Regions from separate parts of the Arachis hypogaea genome. Here region 1 is linked to region 2. Evidence: chromatin contacts called from public Hi-C data. All regions are on one chromosome and are shown on one strand. The core of a region is the stretch at or near the end of the contact, and the rest is flanking DNA. Distances in the headings are between cores, read along the strand shown. Region 1 holds the start of LOC112782235 (protein NRT1/ PTR FAMILY 5.1-like). Region 2 holds the start of LOC112784673 (phosphoglucan phosphatase LSF2, chloroplastic).

What was found. A called contact is a pair of places that touch in the nucleus more often than the background predicts.
Region 1: a Hi-C map of an unstated tissue shows a contact between it and region 2, with 4 times the contacts expected there. The contact joins the promoter of LOC112782235 here to the promoter of LOC112784673 in region 2. A contact is called at or near these places in 2 of 8 Hi-C or Micro-C datasets (leaf and an unstated tissue).

Annotation. Positions count from the first base shown.
Region 1 is chr20:105,693,355-105,699,167 of arahy.Tifrunner.gnm2.J5K5, forward strand. It overlaps LOC112782235 (protein NRT1/ PTR FAMILY 5.1-like), which reads left to right and starts at 2,356. Exons shown (of 4, transcript XM_025824583.3): 1 at 2,356-2,747; 2 at 2,956-3,176; 3 at 3,618-4,165; 4 at 4,615-5,561. The coding sequence starts at 2,597. The coding sequence ends at 5,434.
Region 2 is chr20:105,185,617-105,192,091 of arahy.Tifrunner.gnm2.J5K5, forward strand. LOC112784673 (phosphoglucan phosphatase LSF2, chloroplastic) reads right to left here and starts at 5,045. Exons shown (of 4, transcript XM_025827964.2): 1 at 3,919-5,045; 2 at 3,504-3,709; 3 at 3,001-3,171; 4 at 1,960-2,141. The coding sequence starts at 4,192. The coding sequence ends at 2,037.

The sequences.
Region 1 (5,813 bases), core at 1,106-3,605, 510 kb after region 2:
GGGGGCAGTAACTTTTGTGATTTGTAGCCATCAAGTAGCCATCGATAATGTTTTTAATGGTGTGAGATTTCATCCAATAGTGTGGGATTACTCATTTTTCTTTTGTTGATTATATGCTGGCCAGAATTTAATAAAGTTGATAGCCCTCTAAACTTTTCCTACTAACCACCATACATGTTAAAGTAATATCAGATGAAAATAACTAAGATTCAAGATTTGTATTGATTCAAGCTTTAATGAGTCACTTATATAGACATACAATTTTGTCATGTGAGCATATATCACAAAATAGTTAGACATATATTTTATATGCAATGACGATGAGATAATTATATATTTATCTTGTTTCAGTACCAATAAAATACGTGTATTTTGAACTTTGTTATTTATCTTATTTTCACACAATATATCTCTTAAAATTTTTCAGTATATCTCATTTGTAGTTAGAATGAAATATGTTCATAATTATATCGTTCTCACTGCAAACAAAATAAGTAATTTAGATTAAAAAAGCTTAATTTTCTTGGAATGTGACTATATACGTAAATGTTAGGGTTAAGTACGATTTTGGTCCCTAAGATATAGGCCGAAAATTTTTTTTCTTTCCCAACCTTTTTTGGTATACAAAATCGTCCTTAAGGTTTAACTTGGTCTTAAAATCGTCGTTCGGAACCAAAATACCATTTTTCTTCTTCATCAAAATACTCTATTTCTATTCTTCTTTTTCTTCTTTTCCATCACAGCAACATCTGTTTTTCTTTTTCTTCTTCAACTAAAATTTTAACAAAATTTTAACTAAAATTTCAAAGGCAGCAACAGAATTTCAACAACAGCAACAAAATTTCAACTAACAAATATTAAAAAATTAAAAACAGAATTTCAACCAGCAAAATACAAGAAGAAACAGAAACAAAAGAATGGAATCAGGAATTCCAACCAGAAACAAAAGAATGGAATCAGGAAGAAATAGAAGTAGAAGAACAATAGAATCAATCAGAATAGAATCAGAGTCAACAACAATAATGTGATTAAAAAAATCAACAAATCAACAAATCTAACAATGTAATTAATAAAAGAAACAGAAGAAGAATAAGTGGAGTTGTAGTGGCAGTGTTGGCCATTGCTGGTGGAGGGAGAACAGGGGCTGTCCAGTTTCTAGTTCAGCGAGAGAGAAGCTGATGAAGATGGTGATGTCGCGGGTAGCTTGTTGGAGAAAAGAGGTCAGCTTCGGTGATCTCTGTTTATTGAGAGAATAATTGAGGGCGAGCAAGGGTGAACGATTAGATTGGGAAGGGACGAAGGAGGGAGATGTCGCGATGGCCTAGGTGTCGACGGCGGCGCTAAGGATCGGGGGATTTTGGTTCGCGGAGAAGGGGACAGAGAGCTCACCACGACGGAGCTAGCGCAAAGGGGAGAAGAGGGAGGAGGGCAAGGAGATGTGGGGTGGAGCATTGGAGCTGTGGTGGGAAAAGGAAAAGAAGAATGACGTCGATTCCCTCCCCCATCCCCCTCCTTCTCCTTCCCTCCCCCCACCATTCTCCCTCTTGTCCGTTTTTTTTCTCTTTTTATTTTTTTATTTTATAATTTATTTAGCTATGGATAATTTGGTAATAAAATTTAAAATTTAGGTATAAAAGACGATTTTAAAACTAAGTTAAATTTTATGGATGATTTTGTATGAAAAAAAGGTTAGGGATAAAAAAAATTTTCGACTTATATCTTAAAAACCAAAATCGTACTTAACTCTAAATATTATATTTATTTTATTTATTAAAACAAATCCGATATAAAATTCTTACACATGCAGAAGAGTAGTTGACACTTGACACGTATATAATTAATAAGACTTGTATTGATTTAAAAAAAAAAAAGAAAGAAAGAAGAAACTGATATTTTAAACTCTTTATTACAAAATAGCAAATCAATTGCAAAACAGAACGATTTTGAATATTCAATACCTTATTAATTATATACCCAAATAAGAAAAAATAGCATTCAAAGTATTTAAGGTGTTAAGTATTATTGGATCATTTAGCAAGTCTTACCTAGAATAAAAAGTTGTTAATTCCAAACAAGTTATTGAGTTATTGATCCAACAATAATTTCTTTATTACATTTTTTAGACTTTATAGAAGGGTCAAAGTTCAAATGTCATGGAAAAGATATAGCAATTACATTATAAAAATATTATTTATTCATTAAAATCAATTATCAAAATCAATCTATATAAATATATATATTATTTAACTCATTTTTAATATATATTTTATATCTTAATATATATTTTATACTAATACCTAATTTAGCATACACTAACATTATATTATATATAATAGAGAATCGCACAAATTGCATATAGCGAATTATAGGCCATCCTCTTCTGATCTTTCAATTCGTTTTCGTATTTCATAATTTTCTTTTCAATAACTCGTAAGGACCAAATCATATTGCTTCATTACACATGAAAGGGCGCATAGAATCCATTCAAAGAATAAAATAATCATGAAATTTGCCTATTTCTTCAACCAAAGAATGATATATACCACATAAATAAATGTATAGATAGATTGATAGATTCATCTTCCTTCTTCCATCAATGAATCTTAATTATTGCTTCCATCACAACAAAATTTTCTGTGACATGGAGGACAAAAATAGTTACACTCAGGATGGCACGGTTGATCTTAGAGGAAAACGAGTGCTCTCTTCTACAACTGGGCAATGGAAAGCTTGCAGATATATTCTTGGTATATAATTTTCTCTCAGATATTTTTAAGTTATGATTAAAAAATTAGCAACTCATGATGATATTGATATTAGATAGTTAGAAGTTAGTTGCTTGCTTTCACATATAGGTTTATATATATAAAACTTTAGGGTTATATAGAATACAGAATTACTATGATGACTCGAATTAATATATGACGAGAGTATGTATGTATGTATTAATGGTAGCATACCAAGCATTGGAAAGATTTGCCTACTTTGGAGTAGCTGCTAATTTGGTGAATTATATGACAAGCCAACTCCACAAAGACTTGGTATCTTCAATAAGCGATGTGAATAACTGGTCAGGAGTAGCATGGATAACCCCAATTCTTGGTGCCTACATAGCTGATTCTCATTACATGGGGCGCTTTTGGACGGTCACTCTTTCACTCCTCATATATACCATAGTAAGTTTTAATTCATAATTAATACACTAATACCCCAAATCATTTGTTATAAAATTATTAGTCCGATATTTTAGTTCTCAACGAATTTTAATTACTAATTTAATTCACACAAATTTTAATTTTGTTAGATAAATTAGTCCTCACATGAGATTATCTGTCTATATAAAATAATTGATCCGAAAATTTTTACAATTTTTAAAAATTTGTCTTTATTAAATAACAATAGAAACTGATTTATCTAACTTTTTATCAAAATTTGATTTGAAAATTGATCTCTGACAAAATAATTTAAAAATTGATTCGATTATCAAAATTTTATAAAGATTAAATTATCCAACTAAATATTTTTTTAAAATCGATTTGAGATATTACTATTAATTTATTACTACTGTGATGGATAAATTTTTAATATGAGAGACTACTTCACTATGACACACACAGGGAGTTGTGCTTCTAGTCCTGACTACTTGGCTGAAAAGCTTGAGACCAAAGTGGAACAGCAATGCAAGCAACTTACAACTATCACTCTTCAATCTATCACTATACACTATAGCAATTGGAAGTGGTGCATTGAAGCCAAACATGTCAACTTTTGGTGCTGATCAATTTGATGATTTCAACTCAAAAGAGAAGCAGCTCAAAGGTTCATTCTTCAATTGGTGGACTTTCCACACATCATGTGGTGCTTTAGTTGCTACTTTGGCTGTTGTCTACATTCAAGAGAAGGTTAGATGGGAATGTGGTTATGCCTTGTGTGCTATTGGATTTCTATTTTCGGTTATTGTTTTCTTTCTGGGCACCCCATTATATAGGCACAAATCTAGAAATGCCAAGACTTGCCATGAAAAGGATTTCATTAGGGTCATTCTTCTTGCCTTCACAAATAGAAACCTTCAGCTTCCTACTTCTCCTTCAGAGCTCCATGAATTTGACTTGCAACATTATGTAAATAGTGGAACGAGGCAAATCCATCACACTCCCCGTTTCAGGTTAGGTAATAAGCTGGTATAGATCTTCTTAATTTAATTTTGGTTTAATTAATTTGATGCAAGGTGGAGTTTCACTAAATCTTAAATTAATTACTTCGTACAGTTTAACATTTTTTTATACTAAATAAAAATTTTCAATTACTTTTTAGAAAAAAATACAATTTTTTAGAATATTTACTTTTAAAATATTCTAACTTACATTAAAAAAAACGGATATTTTAAAAATATTTCATATCTTGTTAACAAAGACTGAAAGACCTATTTAAATTTTTTTATCTATATTGAACTACAAACTTTTAAATAGTAAAAATATTAAAAGTAGTAACAAAATAGTTAAACTTTTAATGTTTTACTGGATAAGTAATTATAAGATGGAAAATTAGATTGAGGGATGAATTATGAAGTGTAGTCCTAAAATGGCACAGCTAAAAAGTATTGAATTGTTACAGGTTCTTAGACAAGGCAGCAATAAAAGAGAGCAAAAATGCAGCATGCACAGTGACTCAAGTAGAAGGAACAAAGCTTGTTCTAGGAATGCTTGAAATATGGCTACTAATGCTAATTCCAAGCAATTTCCTTGCAGTAGAGATGACCATTTTTGTCAAACAAGGTACAACATTGGACAGAAGCCTTGGCCAGAGTTTTCGCATTCCGGCCGCCTCCCTCTGGAGCTTCCTAGTTGTCACAATGCTCATTTCCCTCCCAATCTACGACACTTACTTCGTACCGTTCATGCGCCGGAGAACCGGAAACATGAGAGGAATCACGTTGCTACAGAGGCTGGGCGCAGGAATCGCTGTGCAGGCGGTAGCAATGGCTGTGTGCTGCGCCGTAGAGATTCAAAGAATGAATGTGATAGCACAGCAACATATAAGTGGCCATGAAAAGATAGTTCCTATGAGCATATTCTGGTTGTTGCCACAGTATATTTTACTTGGCATAGCAGACACATTTCTTATGAGTGGTTTGTTGGAATTCTTCTATGATCAATCCCCTGAAGAAATGAAGGGTCTTGGAACAACGTTTTTCACAAGCTCTGTTGCTGCTGGGAGCTTTTTTTGCACGTTTTTGGTGACTATGACGGATAACGTTACTGGGAAAGTCAGTGGTAAGAGATGGATAGGGAACAACCTTAATGATTCTCACCTAGATTATTATTATGCCTTTCTTTTTGTCATATCTCTGCTTAATTTTGGGGCCTTTCTTTGGGCATCAAGTGGATACACTTACAAGAAAGAGAATACCTTAGAATTAGAGAGTCCCTTATGAGAAATGTGCTTTTCCTTTTTAATCAATATTAGTTATTCATGTGTCGTTAGTTATTTAATAACTCATCATAATGTATTTCTAACTTGGCCCTCAAGGGCTACACAAATACATGTTTAGATCTATACAATATCATCTCTCCATTCTTTTTTTCTCTAACCTAAAATATACATGTCATGTAGTCGATTCAATTGAAAAGTATCACCGATACGAAGGAAAAAAAAGTTAATTAGTAACAGTTAATTAGAGGTGTCTATAGACTGGTCCACTCCAAAGACCTGGCCAATCCAATAGATTTGAGCCAAATTTGGTCCGATTTCATTTGGACTTGGTTAAACACGAAATCAAAGCTCGAGTCATCTTGTTCTCCCCGGTTAAACCT
Region 2 (6,475 bases), core at 3,795-6,294:
TAGAACTATGATTGATGCCTTGCAATATCTTACCATCACTCGACCAAATCTCTCCTTTGCAGTTAAAAAATCATTCAATTCATGCATGCTCCTCTTCTTCCTCACTGGAAAGCTGCAAGGAGGATCCTCAGATACTTGCAAGAAATGAAGGAACTTGGCTTGGCCTTTCATAGATGCACTAACACAAGGCTTTATGCATTTTCAGACTCAGACTGGGCTGCTGACATTGAAGATAGAAGGTCAATATCTGAGTTTTGTGTCTATTTTGGGACTAATTTAGTGTCTTGGTCGTGTAGGAAGCAGTCTACTATAAGCAGGAGTTCTACAGAGGTAGAATTCAGGAGCTTGACGTCTTGTGAAGCTGAATTGGTCTGGCTGCGAAATCTTCTTCATGAACTAGATGTCCCTCTACCGACTCCTCCTACGATTCACTGTGATAACCTGAGCACAGTCCTCCTTATGCATAACCCAATCCTTCATGATAAGACGAAACATTTTCAACTTGAAGTTCAGCTCATTAGAGATAAGTTGAGGAACAACTCTCTACATATTGTGCACATTCCAAGTGCTGAGCAAATTGCAGATATCCTTACCAAGCCTTTATCTGATACTTCCTTTGAGAGATTGAGGATCAAACTGCGAGTTGCTCTTCGACCATACTCGAGTTTAAGGGGTGGAAAGGAGAGAAAAGATAAAGATTCTAAATTTTTATTCATAAAAGAATTAGTAAAATAGTAGAGAAGTAGTTAGTTTAGTTTTATTTGGTGGTATATTCTGTTTTGAGTGAATCTTGGTGTAGGGCAGTTATATATATCTTTGTCTTGTGTATATATATAAACTACTGTAACTTTAGTGAGTTGGTGTATTCATTATTTATTCTTTCAATTTTTAGCTTCTACCCTCTATTTTTCTCTTCTCTTACTTCTCTTTCTTTCTTTGGTGTTCTTCTCCCTCTCGTTCAAAATTCACAATTCTAAAACTTCTTTAAATTTCAATATATCCTTTCAATTTCAGTGAATATTTTTATTTAGTTTGAATCTTTTTTCTTATTTATCTCATTTGTTTACATTATGGTCTCATCACGAAATCTAAAATGAGAGTTTTTTACATCTTTAATCACTAAATGACAACTACAATAATTTAGGAGGTATTTATAATCTCTTATTAGGTTAAAATAAACAAAATCCTAAGTCCATAAACATAAAATCTAACTTATTAACTAAATAAACAAAATTAAAATACATCAAACTAAAATAAACATTCTACAAACATAAACTAATAACTTTTAAATAATATTTGAACTTTTCATATTACGAACATTTAAAATACATATCACTTTTAAATATTGTTGACTAATTACTGATAAAAAAACAATAAATTCTACTGAGTCTCTTGTATTTTCCGTAAATATAAACTGATGAGTTAGGTCTTTTACAATCGTCAACTACAATGTACAGAAACACAATATGTAGAGAGAAGACCATGTACAACGTACGCTTGGGGGAAGGAGGGGGGGGAGAATCGATTTTGTGCCTTGAAAAAAATTGAAGAAAGATAGATGTCATTCTCTTCTCTAAAAATTATAATACTCACTCCTCACCGTACTTAATTCTCAATTTTTGGTGTCGTGAATCTACAACAAAGTTTTTCATTTTCCTCTCCTTATCCTCTTCTTTCTTCTTCTTAAGGCGGTATTGTTGGAAATAGACCAAGTTTTCAAATTTCATACTATATAAATTGTTTTCATTTTTTTTATGGAACTCAATTGAGAGTAATAGTGTTGGCAAGTCATTAGTAGATATTGTGGTATGAATTTTGTGTAGTTTGATGTTATTTTATTGTGTGCAAGGGTTGGGTTTTGGTTTAAGTTTGTTCTGAAAGCTGCTTGAGGTTGCACGGCCTCTGGAAATTTCCACGGTCTGTGCACTTTCCAAATAGAGTTGCTGACAGGATTGGCTATTAGATCAACAAACCATTCTGGATTCTCATATATTATGATGAAGTCTAATACATTATTTACAAAATTGATTTATTTTTCATTCCATACTATACAAGTTATATATGCCTATGAATGTGCTTGGAAGTTGGATGTATTCCCAGTTTCGAGCATCATCATGACGTGATTGCATCTTGAACCAACCCTGCAAGTTTCCAGGATATGCATGAATCTTGTTAAATAGAAACCTCTCAATCATGACACAGAAAGAAAATAGAGAGCAAATCTAAGTGCTAGTGAGCGAATCTGAAATCTTTATTCATCTTGTCTGAGTCTATACACTGAAACTAGCTAGCTAGAATCAGTGCTAACTTCTATCATAACTGACCTGAACTACTTGTTATTAACTTAATAGCAGAATGCAGCTAGTTTTAATATGCACAAGCTATAACCTAGATATACTACTCCAGGCTGCATCATATACACTGAGCTATCACAAATATAGCATTGCATCGTTAGATCATACATCATATGTTTTTTACATGAGTTCATAACAGTTGGCACATGAATCCAATAGGTGATGTTTTGATCCAGAATGCAAACACATGGAACCAATTTTCATAACAGGAACACTTAAGTTTTCAAGTTCCACGAAGGGAGCGAACGCGATCTTGAATCAATTTCCTCTCCCAGTCTGCTATATCTTCAAATGCATGATCTGGAAGAGACTCAAATGGCTCCTTCCATGGATCATTCTTGGCCAAATCATTGGTAGCTCCTCGTATTGCTCTTTTATTAGGTCCACATGGTCTCTTTGAAGTTAACAACTCATATGCGGTATTTAGCTGTCACAAGAAAGATAACACATTCTTTTCTTGATAACTAAGATTTCTTAAGAAACTGTGAACTAATCTGTCATACAGATTAAAAATACCGTTTTTCCATAACATGAGCTAAACCTCATATCTAGCAAGAAAATTAGTGCAACCATAACATTACACTTAAAAATATCAAATTTGATAATCATTTCTTGAATCAAAGATAGGTGGAAGTTTAGAACTCACATTCATGTCATAGAACCAGAACAGATAAGCTATTGCCACCCCTGGTGCTCTCCCAAGTCCAGCAGTACAATGCACATAAACTCTTCCTTTTCCCTCTGAGATTGCCCATTCCAATGATGAGACTGCTTTAGGTAGAACATTTCGCAAGGAGTTTGGATCAAAGTCAATTGCCTAATAAAATAGATTTATAAAATATATCAAGCTGTGAATTATAATCCAATCTCAAAAAAGCAAGCAAAGCATTTAACAAACTCACAACTCTTTCAGAAAAAGGTTTTCTAACACATTTAAAGCGCCATGTCAATTGCACCAAAAGTATAGGGATCCTTGAGTTAGCCATACATTGTATTAACCAGTTAGGAAAAATTAAAATCTCTATCTCATGACAATGCCATTAAGCAAGATAAGTTGGTATTGTTGTATATACTTTCATAAAATTCAGAGCGGGTATTGTTTTCTCAACAAAATTGACTGAAATGCAGGCTTGTAGCTTTCTTACTTACCGGCCTCCTCATATGTCGAACATCGAGTTCATGACACCTCCTTGTTATCGACTTCAAGTCTATTCCCCAATATTCTACATCCTTATCCTGCTGCAAGTTCAGAATGTATGTCACACCCTCTTCCTTCTTGAGGTGATCGATGTCTTCCGGTTTCTGTGGTTGGGATCCCACAATGAGATTGTCAGTTATAAGTGTGTAATTCATACCTGAAATAATTCAATCACAGATTGCATCAGCAGCAGCAATCATATTACTGATGCTATGCATTTTATATAATAGACACAAATTAATACAGCAGTAACTGTTCCTTCTAGCACCTTATACAAAATGCAAGTAATTAACAAAGGAAACCCATCATTATATCAAACAGTTGGCATTCATAACTAACAAATAGGGAAAAAAAGAGGAAACTAACCCAGATCGTGGTGATACTCATAAGGATTCCTCATCATTCTCTTCATAGCAATATTGTAATCTTCCATTCTGTCCTTGGATTTAGAGGCAGTGGTATTGCTGGTGGAGGGTTTGTGCTTCTCATCAATGCCATTTTCTGATAGCTTCTTGCAGCATATCCGAGTGAATCTAAGAGAGTAGTTAGGAACCACAAAAGTGCATGGCGATTTGTACCTCCTAAGTACTTGTGTGTTCAACAAAGGAGATCCTGGTACTGAAGGAAGTGTTTCCATCATCTTCTTCTTCTAGTTGGTTTTTGTTTCTAAGCGAGATTATATATATGTCATATAATTGATGAAGCTTTATTTACTGAAATACCCTCCAATATATGAGGTGGCTGATGCTGTAGCAAACTAACTAGCAATGACACCAAGCTTGGTTTGTTTTATGGGTTGGGTCATGCTTACTATTTCTGGGTATATATTAAAAAGCCTGTTCATGACCAAAAACAAAAAAAAAAGCCTGTCGAAGAAAAAAGAAGGGATGGGGCATCTATGGATTTCTAGACTGCCACATCCGTTGGGTATATATGTAATTAGCAACTTTGGTTGGGTTGTAGTTAAATAATAGGAAGTAATGGGCAATGGTAGATGCTTGAGTAGTATGAAAGTGAAAAATTGAAAATTCTAAACCTGAATTTGGTTGCAGCGGATCAGGGGGCTACAGATAATATTCTACGGTTAATTAGAGGTATGCTTGGTTTGTTATTATCTGGAATTTGACATGCATTATTGTCGTATAGTTGCACTTATTTTCTCTTCGTATCATGATCTTTGTTTAATGAAGCAAGAGATATTTTCATCCGAAAATAAAAAAAAAATCCTTTCGTTTACCAAAAAAAGAAAAATGTAAAGAAAAAGGTGACTAAATGTATGAATTCTCTAGTCAGTAACAAACGTATGTATGAACATAAAAAAAAGGGATGTCTTCTGTTTCGGGTTGAATGTGCAGTCAATTTGTTGGATCAGATCCAAATAATTGTAATACTTACTCACTTGCAACAAAGATTGTCTAGTTGACTTTCCCTCATGGGTCAATTATATGGCACTAGCTAGCCACATGTTGTATACAGACTACTCGATCTACTCTAGTACTCTTGATGAATCATATCATTTATATAATGTATAAGGTACTACTTGTACAACAAATTGAATCTCCATATACAGTCTCTATTGTTTGAAGTTACTCACCCTCCAGGCATCCTATGTCATTTCACATTTACACACCTAAAAGTGGTTTTTGGACACAACCTAATTCAAATATCAAAAATAGAGTTATAATATTAAAATGCGAGATCTGTTTCGAAATTTCAAATAGGTATTTCTATGAATTATTTTCCCTTTATTTATTAAGTGAAATTTTAAATAACGTTGGGTCTTTTGATAATAAATACTGATATGCCGCTCATAAATTTTGGATAAGAATTCATGAATGTAATTCACAAAATACAACAATCTATGGCAGAGAATAAGGCTTCCCTTGACCCACATGAATGACATGCCATTGACTGCTTGTGGGTGACAGCTGAATTGAACAAGAATCTATCAAGTATCAACTCTACCTTAGCGTGTGCACTCTAATTATTATTATGATCCCATTCGATTAAATCCATTTGTTGAAGTGATAGAGCTTAAATCAAGGTTTTTAACGTTTATATTTTTGTAAGGATTTCTTAATCTCACTCTGTCACTTTCACATTATTAGTAGATAGATAAGGTATTCAATATAGGAGCGGGACTCAAAAGGTTTCTTTGCATTATAGTGCACCTAATCCCACTCTTGATGTTTACTTGTTTTGTGTTGTGTGCCAAACTGCCAATGCAATAAAGCTTTAGTCTTATTTGGTGCCACCACTGCCCTGTTTTCTCCGGCTTATTAATTATAAAACATTGAAAACCATATCTCTTTCAATGCCACTAATTCTTGAATGAGAAATTAAAGAAATGATCCTACATATGTAGCACAATTATATAAACGTGTAAACTTTTCATTTCAATGAGTGCAAAGTCCAGTGATCATTCCTTAGTCTTTTCATTATCTATATATAGGATTATTATTGTTACAAAAACAATTAAATGAGTCCCACTAAGGAGACAACGAAGGGGAGTGGATCCTCTCCAGTGAAAAAAAAAACTGGACAGTGAAAGATCTCACCTTTCATTCCATTCTCTCTCTCATTTATTTTTGGTCCCACTTGAAGAATTGAAGATGGGAGATTACACTGTATTCTCTCCAGTGACAAAAAAAATGGAGAGGATCCATTTCCGACAATGAAGTATGTATACAATATGTACAATGGACTGTTTATTTAGTCTAATATATATTAATAATGTAAATTAAACATTATTATTCCTAATTTTTAGTTGCTTTTTGTGATTTCTACCCCCAATTTATTTCAATTTTTTCACATTAACCCTCATCACCCACCATTACCTACCCTCCAAAAAACCCCATTGTTTATTCCGCAGAAAAACCCCTTTCTTCGCCGCTCTGCCGTGTGCGCAGCAACTTGCGTTCTA